Regions from separate parts of the Gossypium hirsutum genome. Here regions 2 and 3 are each linked to region 1. The links are chromatin contacts, called in public Hi-C maps. All regions are on one chromosome and are shown on one strand. The core of a region is the stretch at or near the end of the contact, and the rest is flanking DNA. Distances in the headings are between cores, read along the strand shown. Region 1 holds the start of LOC107941339 (probable serine/threonine-protein kinase At1g09600). Region 2 holds the start of LOC107925341 (C-type lectin receptor-like tyrosine-protein kinase At1g52310). Region 3 holds the start of LOC107925328 (coiled-coil domain-containing protein SCD2).

Region 1 (2,841 bases), core at 230-2,729:
TATGCATAAGCAAAACACAAATTTCTTTAATGGACAGAAACAAGAAACGCAACTATAAATAAGCAATAAAAGATAAAGCTATTGAGCAGACCTTCTCTAACTTCTCGAATGACTCTGCCTTTCGAGGTATCCAACCATTGATGGCTTCCCCAGCTACTGCTGCTAGCCAAGAAGGCCAACCAGCGACCACCTGTGCACCTCTTTCGCCACCAGTTGCATTTATGATCCTGGACATCCTCGGCTGCCCTTGTCCACCCCTCCCATCCGCCTCCGTTGTTGGACGCCTTTGCAGCTCGGGTGGGGCCCCTTTAGACCTCTCAAAAACAGCCAACGCTGCCTTCTTTTCTTCATCATCAGAAGAGGACGAAGGCCCTGAAACGGCACTGTGGTTTGGCTGCTGATTCGAGATCAACCGTGCAGTGGCATCCGCCTCAACCACCACATTGTCCCTTTTAAAGGAAACAGATAACTTTTTTGCGGTTTTTCTCGAGTTCTTGTGGGCCTTGTCTCTTTTTCCATGGTTATTTTCAACGTATTCATTTGCTCGAGAACCTTTCGAGCAAATGCAACCCATAATTTATAGCCTCAGTTTGTTTTCCAATCAGGAAACTGCCTCATTCAATGTAGTTCCCTTCCTTGTTGTAGGATTCAATGATCCTCAAAAAAAAAAAAAGTCCTAATTTTCTCTCTTGAATGTTGGAATTGTTAGGATAAAAAAGAAGGTTTGGAATTTTTTATTTTGAATTACATAAAAGGAATGCAGCTTTCTAGTGAATCAGAAAGACCCAGATCGCAAATCAAAAGGATATCCCAAACAGATTGCTAATTCGAGAGATCCCAAAAAGCTTAAAGTACAATCAACAAAAACCAGATCCCCAAATCGAAGAAAATAACTCAAACGAACCGAGAAACGGATCAATATGTGAATTATATGAACCAAATTTCGGGACCCAAAAACAATTAAAACGAAATGCATATAAACTAAACCAATCCAGCAATGAAAAAAAATACCTTTTTGTAATATGTAATTGTCTAAATTTGATAGAGACATAAAATTGAAGTAAATGTATGATAAAAAGATACAAATAACCCTAGCCAAAAAATATTTTGGGGAAGTTAAATGAAATTCTGAAAACAGAGGTTTTTACTTGGACAAAAATACCTTCTTTCGAACAATGCAAAATGTTTACAATTGGTTCTTACTTCTTACAAAACAAAGAGATAAAAGCGGATCTGCGTATCAGCCCTAAGATTACGAATAGCCCTTGAAAAATATAATTTTGGTTAAAACATAGTGTCCATAATTTGAACTCTTCCCTCTTTTTACAAATTGAACAAAATCAGAGTTTTGTTTTCTAGTCTCTACAAGACCAGAAAGAAGAAAGTAAAAAAGAAGAAGAAGAAGAAGAAGAAGAAGAATGAGTGATCTGTTTTGAAAGTGAAAGGAAAATTTGCAGTGTTTGGGAGAGAGAGAGAGAGGAGAAAATAAAAACAAAAAGAATGTTTAAAGGAGAGGAGGTGGTTGAACGCGCCGCACCGCACGAGTGGAGAGTGGAAGAGGTGCAACGTGGCATGTAGTGGAGGTTTGAGTGTGGTCCCCGGGGTAGGCGGAGATCCAGGCTGATAGCGACACATCACTTAATGGATTCAACTCCTATTTTCGGCCCTCACCAACGTTATAGTCTTTGGGTTCAGCCTAGAGCTCACCCTTTATGCCCCAATCTATATTCTATGCATCCATACCAATCCTATAAATCTATATAATTAGTTTTCTATCCGTCGGATGGACCAATTTCTTGTCTTTTAAAATAATAATATACTAATTAAAATTTTGAGAAAATAATATTTGATTTCTTTTGTATTTTATTTTTTATTAAAAGAATATAAAATTATTTTTTTATAAAATAAATAGATAGAGAGTAAAGAATAAAAAGAATAGGAGAGCAAAGTGAGTGTATTTTTACTGATAAATCAAAATATTTATAAAGTTTCTCCATAGTCTCTATTTATAAGCATAATAAGTATAAATAGAGTGAAGATCTAATTCTAATGACTATTAAAATTTAAAGTTCATTAAAATTTATCTTGATCTTAATGGACATCCACTTAATAAGATATTCATAAGACTCCCCTTTAGATGTCTATTGGTAGATAATGTGTCTCGCTAAAACCTTACTAAGATAAAAACCCTGTAAGAAAAAAATTCCTAATGAAAGAAAAATAGTACACATATTTATAATATGCATAATATGTCGTCTCATTAAAAACCTTATAAAAACTCAATGGGACAAAACCTCAGTTAAGAGAAAAATAGTACAACGCGTATTTATTCCTCCTCATGAAAACATCACATACTTTCTCATATTCTACATATTCAATCTTGAATACTAGCTTTTCAAATGACTATTTGAATATGCTTGCTAAGCATTTATATTACCATTCTTTTGAAAGTCATAAGTGAGGAAAAATTTTGGGGAAATATATTTTGATCTCTTCAGGAGTTTCAACAATAATCATAACAAACTTTAATCATGATTCTTCTATAAAAACACAAATAAGTTTTTTTTTATCATTTTATAATCCTCCTTCAACTACTATTTACCATATATATTCAAATTATTTCAATTCATATAAATGAAGAATTTTCCGAGAATTTCAATATGCTTCTAGCATTCTAAATCCTTTAATGATTTTAATATAAACTTTACTATATAGTGATTCATAAAAGGTTGTAACCATAACCATTAGACGCAAGTTAAATATTTTATGAATTTTCAAAATATTATATCTAAAGGTTATTGCATTCACCACAAAAGAATATTATATATTTTCATAAATGTC
Region 2 (2,841 bases), core at 161-2,660, 710 kb before region 1:
CCTATTTTGGGGTGTTACAACTATGAACATCACAAGTAAATAAATACATAAAAAAATTAGGATTTATTCTATTTGGGTCTTGTTTGATTTATTTGCTATCAAGACAATCACATCTATGTCTCTATCTTTTGGGAGTTATTTGCTCTAATACCCAAGACAAGGTACCTCCCTAAATGGACTTGATAGACGACATAATAATCTTTTAACCGATTTGCTTGATTATAATTAGGCTATGGACCATTAGATTACTTACTGATATATATTAGTTAAATAGTAAGTAATCAACAAGCCAATATTTGCTTGTTCATTTTGCTTTGCATGCAAAAACGATTGAGGACAAATACAAATGATATTAATGTGAAAGATGGAATTTTATTAAACCAATTTGTTTGAAAAAGTTAGAAATTACATATGATGAAAAACCTAAGGGCACTAATATCAACAAGCAGTAGCTGAAAAGCTATAAGAAAGGGAAATATGTATTGATACCTTGCTAGATACTGATACATAGCACCAAATATTAGAACATGTGGGCTATGTATTTATACCTAATTCCTTGGGTAGTGCTACTGAATTGTTTTGGGTGTTTTGAGCCATCTGAAGCTCGTTTTTTGCTTCGAGCACCTCTAAACACTCACGAAAGATTTCTAAATGATTTGAGATTATTTCAAAACATTCAAGTTGATTTTAGCTCATTTTTACGATTTTATTTATATTGTTTCAAAGCTTAAAATCTTAAATATTTTCAAGATTATTAATTTATATATGCTTTAGTGACATCTTCCATCCGTATTGGGAGTCAGGACAAGTGAAGAGTATTATATGATAATTGGGGAAGGACTGTATGAAACAGATATGCTACATCATCCAGTATCTCTTACCAATTATTTTATGCCATTTCAACATCTTTTTTCATGTCATTGACACATCATTTTGGTAAATTTTTCAACTTGAACCTTGGACCCTAAACCCTAGACCTTGGATCCCAGACCCTGAATCCAAAATCTTGGACCCTAGACCTAAAGGTTTAAGATCGAGGGTTTAAGGTCCAAGGTCTAAGGTTTACTGTCCATAGTCTAGGGTCTAGAGTCCAAGGTCTAAAGTTAAAGGTCTAAGGTCCAAAATCTAAAATCAAGGATCCATAGTCCAAAGTTTAAGATTTAGGGTTCGGGTTAAAAAAATTACCAAAATAATGTGTCAATGACATAAAAAAAATATTGAAATGACGTTAAATAATTGATAATAGATTTAGAATGACGAGGCATATCTATCTATTACAATCTTTTTCCTATGATGATTGGGAATGATGCTAGGTTTTATATGCGATGACATTTTGCGTTAATTGAACCCCAAAACAAAATCAAATTCGAATTTAAATATATGGGATTGGCTTTTGGGTTAACTTAGATTTTGCGAGCTTAAATATATGTATACTCTACATATGATAGTAGTTGGTCGTAAAGTCGTAGTACTGAGTAATAAAGGTGGAAAAGTCTAAAAGCTTGCAAGTTGCAACTACCCACTTCACCTCTGCCACAGCCAGTCCGGTCTTTGCAAAGCATACCGCTCTCTACATCTTTGGTAGATGGATTGTTAAAAAGCACAAGCCCAGTTAGCATTTATTTTTCTATTTTGCCTTTTAATTTTCTACTTTCCTACTCTTATTAAACATTCCCACCGATTCCTTGCTTTTTTCAACCATTCATTCAATCCCCTCTCTCTTTCTCTCCGTGTGTGTCTCAGTTCTATTGCTGATAAACCCTGTGGAAATTAATAGAGAATTGCATTTTCTGAATATCAGGCGGTTTTATATTTTCATTTACTAAATCCGGAAGATCCCAAAAATTTTGTTATACTGTTTTAGTTTCTCAGTTTAAACCCACAGGGAGCATTAGGGTTTCTTAGCGGAATTCTGATGATCAGCTTTTGGCTCTTTGGTTTTGGAGGTTAGTATATGCTGTTCTTTGTATATCGTATTATTTTTATTCCCTGCCTTATTGCTTAGCATTTGAAAAAGTATCTTCATTTCTTTGCCATCGTTTCTACTTTTCAATAACCAATATTTTAGTTTCTTTTTTAAAGAAAAGAGAAGAGCAATCCATTGAACTCACGACTTGGTTAATGTTTTTTTTTAAATTGTTTTTATAATTTCGCTAGAGAATCACTTTGATACTTTTCCTTTTTCTTTTTTATTTTGCCCGTTTCTAGGATTAAAGATAGAGTTGTGATGGGAGTAAAGGTTGCCCCCCTGCAATTTATTGTCTTAGTTGCTTCTTTTGCAGTCCTGCTTGTGGCTTCTGACACTGTAAGATTGTACAATCTAAAAGTTATATGCAAGTTGTAGAATTTATAACTTGCATTCAGAATCTGAATGTTTCTCTTTTTGTCATCACTTTGGTATCTCAGGCCTCTAACGGATGGACTGCACCTTCTAACAATTCTTCCAAGTATAAGGGTAATGAAGGTGCTGGATTTGTTAAATTTGTTAATTGTTGTGGTAAATATTGACATTTTTTTGAAGATTAAGTTGTTTCATTTTGTTGGGTCAAATAGCAGAATGCCCTTCGGGATGGGTTCTTGCTCCAAATAAAACTAAGTGCTTTGGGTACAATGAAAGTTTGGAATCATGGGATGAATCTGAGATCCATTGTAAACGATATCATGGACACTTAGCTGCCCTAACATCATTTGAAGAACTAAACTTTGCACAACATCTGTGTGGCCAAAGTGTCAATGGTTGCTGGGTTGGAGGAAGAGTTAGCAATTCGACTATCAGTTCTGGTTGGAAGTGGTCTGATAATACATCGGTCTGGAATGAATCAGTTCTTAGATCATCTGCCC
Region 3 (2,841 bases), core at 239-2,738, 660 kb before region 1:
CTTAACTTTAAGAGTTTGAAAATCTAATTTAATTCTTAATAGTTTGTTATATCAAAATATTTTCATCTTAATAGTTTGTTATGTCAAAATATTTTGAAAATCAAAGCTACCATCCTCATTCAATATATGGTTAGATAGGTGCCATTGCTAGTTGATGAAGACCACTAAACAACGATAAAGTAAGGATGGGAGGAAGAATAAGGAAGATGATGGGTTAGCGATGGAAAAAAAGAAGGTACATATATATATTTTTTGGAAATTGTTTATAATTATTTAAAATATTTTTATAATTTTTTTTAATTTTAAGGGAAGTTATTGGACACGTGATAAAAATATAATAACTTGATAAAGTTAGTGGCTATTATATAATTTTTTGAATGTTGCGTGAGTAAAACCTATTTTTAAATCCAAATTGTTTATTTGGATAACAAATAAAAAATTGGATTTGAATTTGGGCAAATCTAAGTCCAATTTCATAAGAGTTAAATTTTGGATTTCAAAATACATTTTAAAGCTTGGGATTTCAAAATACATTTTAAAGCTTGGGATTTTCAAAATACAAAATTAACTAAAAAAACATGAGAACTTATTTGTTCTCTCTTCTTTCATAGTTATTTCAAAATTCAAATAATAAATAATTAATTTTACTTATAATATATCATCAACGAAACTCAAAGTTTTCAAAATTAGACTAGTAGGCAAACCGACCAAATTATTAGTTTCGATTTAATCGGTTTGACTGATCTAATCGATTTGATTGAATAAATTATTAAAAATAAAAACTACAAATAAAAATTGATTTGACCATCGGTTCGATCTGTCTAATCAGTTTAATTGGTTCACAAGTCAACAAATCTAACCTCTTTTTTGGACTAGTACCTCGACCAATTTCTGATCTAATTGGTCTAATCGGTCATTCAGTTCAATTTTGAAAATAGTGGCGATACTTCATGCACTTAATTTAATACAATATAAATATTCAAAAAAAATTCATTTATACCATAATTTTCAAAAATTTAATTTATAAACCCCTAACTTTTAATTTATAATTTCCATAATTGGACCATCGTTTGCTGGCCCAATCGGTTCAATCAATTCGACCAGTTCGATCAGTTTGACTCCTACGACTGGTTCGATCAATCCATATGATTTTATTAAACAAATCATTAAAAATTCATAAAAAAATGGTTCAACCGTCCAATCAATTGATTCATATCGGTCCCTAGGTCAACTGATCCAATGCTTTTCTCCAAAGTACTATCCTGACCGGTTTGCGGTCTAATCGACTAGTCTAGACGGGTTCAAACAACAATGTTCAAATTCTCTTAAATAATTAAATTTTAAAAAATATTTTAAAAATTAAAATTAATTAAAATCCAAATCTAAATTTAAATTATTTTAAATTTCTAAAGAAAATAAGAAATTCAAATCTAGATTTTAATTTCCAAATGCATGTAATTTAAGGAGAAATTATTTTACAATATTGGTTTTTCATTCAAATCGTGCAGTTGAAATGAAAAAACCGAGTCTGACCTGGGAAGCAAAACTTAAATTTTAAAACATAATATATAAAAGAAATTCTCCGTCTATCTCTAAAACATGGTTATCTTCTGTCTTACTCTTTGCTACTCTCCTTCCACTAAGATCTAGGCTTGCCTTCACTCACTTTCTTTTTTAATTATATTGTTAATTATTACTGTTGTTACGAATAAAAGAAACAGAATAGAATCCAGTTTTACTAACTTCGGCTTGATGGACCGGAAGCGAACGGAGAGCCCCAGCTACACGCGCCGGTGGAGTAGTCACTCGGGCACGGGGAGCACTGGCGGCGGTGTTGAGTCACCTGCATTGTCGCCGGCGCATAACCAATCCCGCCACGCGCGTTCTTCCTCCGCCACTGGCATTTCCAGCATAAAGCGCACGCAAAACTTCGCCGCGAAAGCTGCGGCTCAGCGGCTGGCTCAGGTCATGGCTTCGCAAACCACTGACGATGACGATGAAGAAGATGACGGCGACGATCTAGGTTTCCGGTACAGTGCTCCACCTCCTCTCGCTCTGTCTAGAAAAAACACCGCCGCTACGGCTGGTGGTGTCGGTAATAGAACCGCTCTTAACTCTACGAGGATCGGGAGATCTCCTTCACCTGCGGTAGGTTTACTTTATTTGCTAAATTCTTACTGTTCTATTTTTACTCGTTTGCTTTTTCTTTGAAGTAGGGCTTGATCTTTGAGTTCGATACGTCGCAAAGTTGATTTTAGTTGCATTCTGTCTTAAGTTCTGTCGCTACACGTTTAGTATTTTCTTCTAAATTTGGATTTTGTGTTTGATCGAGAAATTTGTTGCTGAGGAATTTGTATTAGGAGAATGTTAATAAAGGAGAGATCAGATTTGATCTCTGAGTTCAATGCGGCACGAAGTTGATATTAGTTGCATTGTGTTGTAAATTCTCTTGCTTTACGTTTTGTGATTTCTTCTAAATTCAGATTGTATACGATCAAAAAATTTGTTGGTAAGATTTGTACTAGGAGAATTTTAATAAATGCAAAATAATAGCGTGGATAATGGTTAATCTAATAATGTTTTATGCATCGATTGCTAATGTTAAACTCCAAACTAGATGTTTTAGTTTACTAGTGTATATGGAGGTCTAACCCGAATATCTGATACTCTGGGACTAGTTAGCACGGAACTTGGTAGAGGAAGCACCATCAGTTCGATCGACATCAACTGGAAGGTCATCAATGTCTCTTCGTACAGCACCACCTGTACCGCCGCCCAATAAAACATCACTGAGGACTGCTGTATCTCTACCTTCTGAGTCTCCGAAAAACCGACAACCAG

What was found. A called contact is a pair of places that touch in the nucleus more often than the background predicts.
Region 2: a contact with region 1 is called in a Hi-C map of leaf, with 1.9 times the contacts expected there. The contact joins the promoter of LOC107925341 here to the promoter of LOC107941339 in region 1. A contact is called at or near these places in 2 of 34 Hi-C or Micro-C datasets (both in leaf).
Region 3: a contact with region 1 is called in a Hi-C map of leaf, with 2.1 times the contacts expected there. The contact joins the promoter of LOC107925328 here to the promoter of LOC107941339 in region 1. A contact is called at or near these places in 8 of 34 Hi-C or Micro-C datasets (anther, leaf and seedling).

What each region holds. Positions count from the first base shown.
Region 1 is chrA01:65,877,417-65,880,257 of Gossypium_hirsutum_v2.1, forward strand. LOC107941339 (probable serine/threonine-protein kinase At1g09600) reads right to left here and starts at 1,480. Exons shown (of 8, transcript XM_016874894.2): 1 at 92-1,480. The coding sequence starts at 574.
Region 2 is chrA01:65,171,793-65,174,633 of Gossypium_hirsutum_v2.1, forward strand. LOC107925341 (C-type lectin receptor-like tyrosine-protein kinase At1g52310) reads left to right here and starts at 1,411. Exons shown (of 6, transcript XM_016856012.2): 1 at 1,411-1,946; 2 at 2,209-2,305; 3 at 2,407-2,455; 4 at 2,557-2,841. The coding sequence starts at 2,228.
Region 3 is chrA01:65,214,376-65,217,216 of Gossypium_hirsutum_v2.1, forward strand. LOC107925328 (coiled-coil domain-containing protein SCD2) reads left to right here and starts at 1,489. Exons shown (of 17, transcript XM_041100386.1): 1 at 1,489-2,148; 2 at 2,679-2,841. The coding sequence starts at 1,753.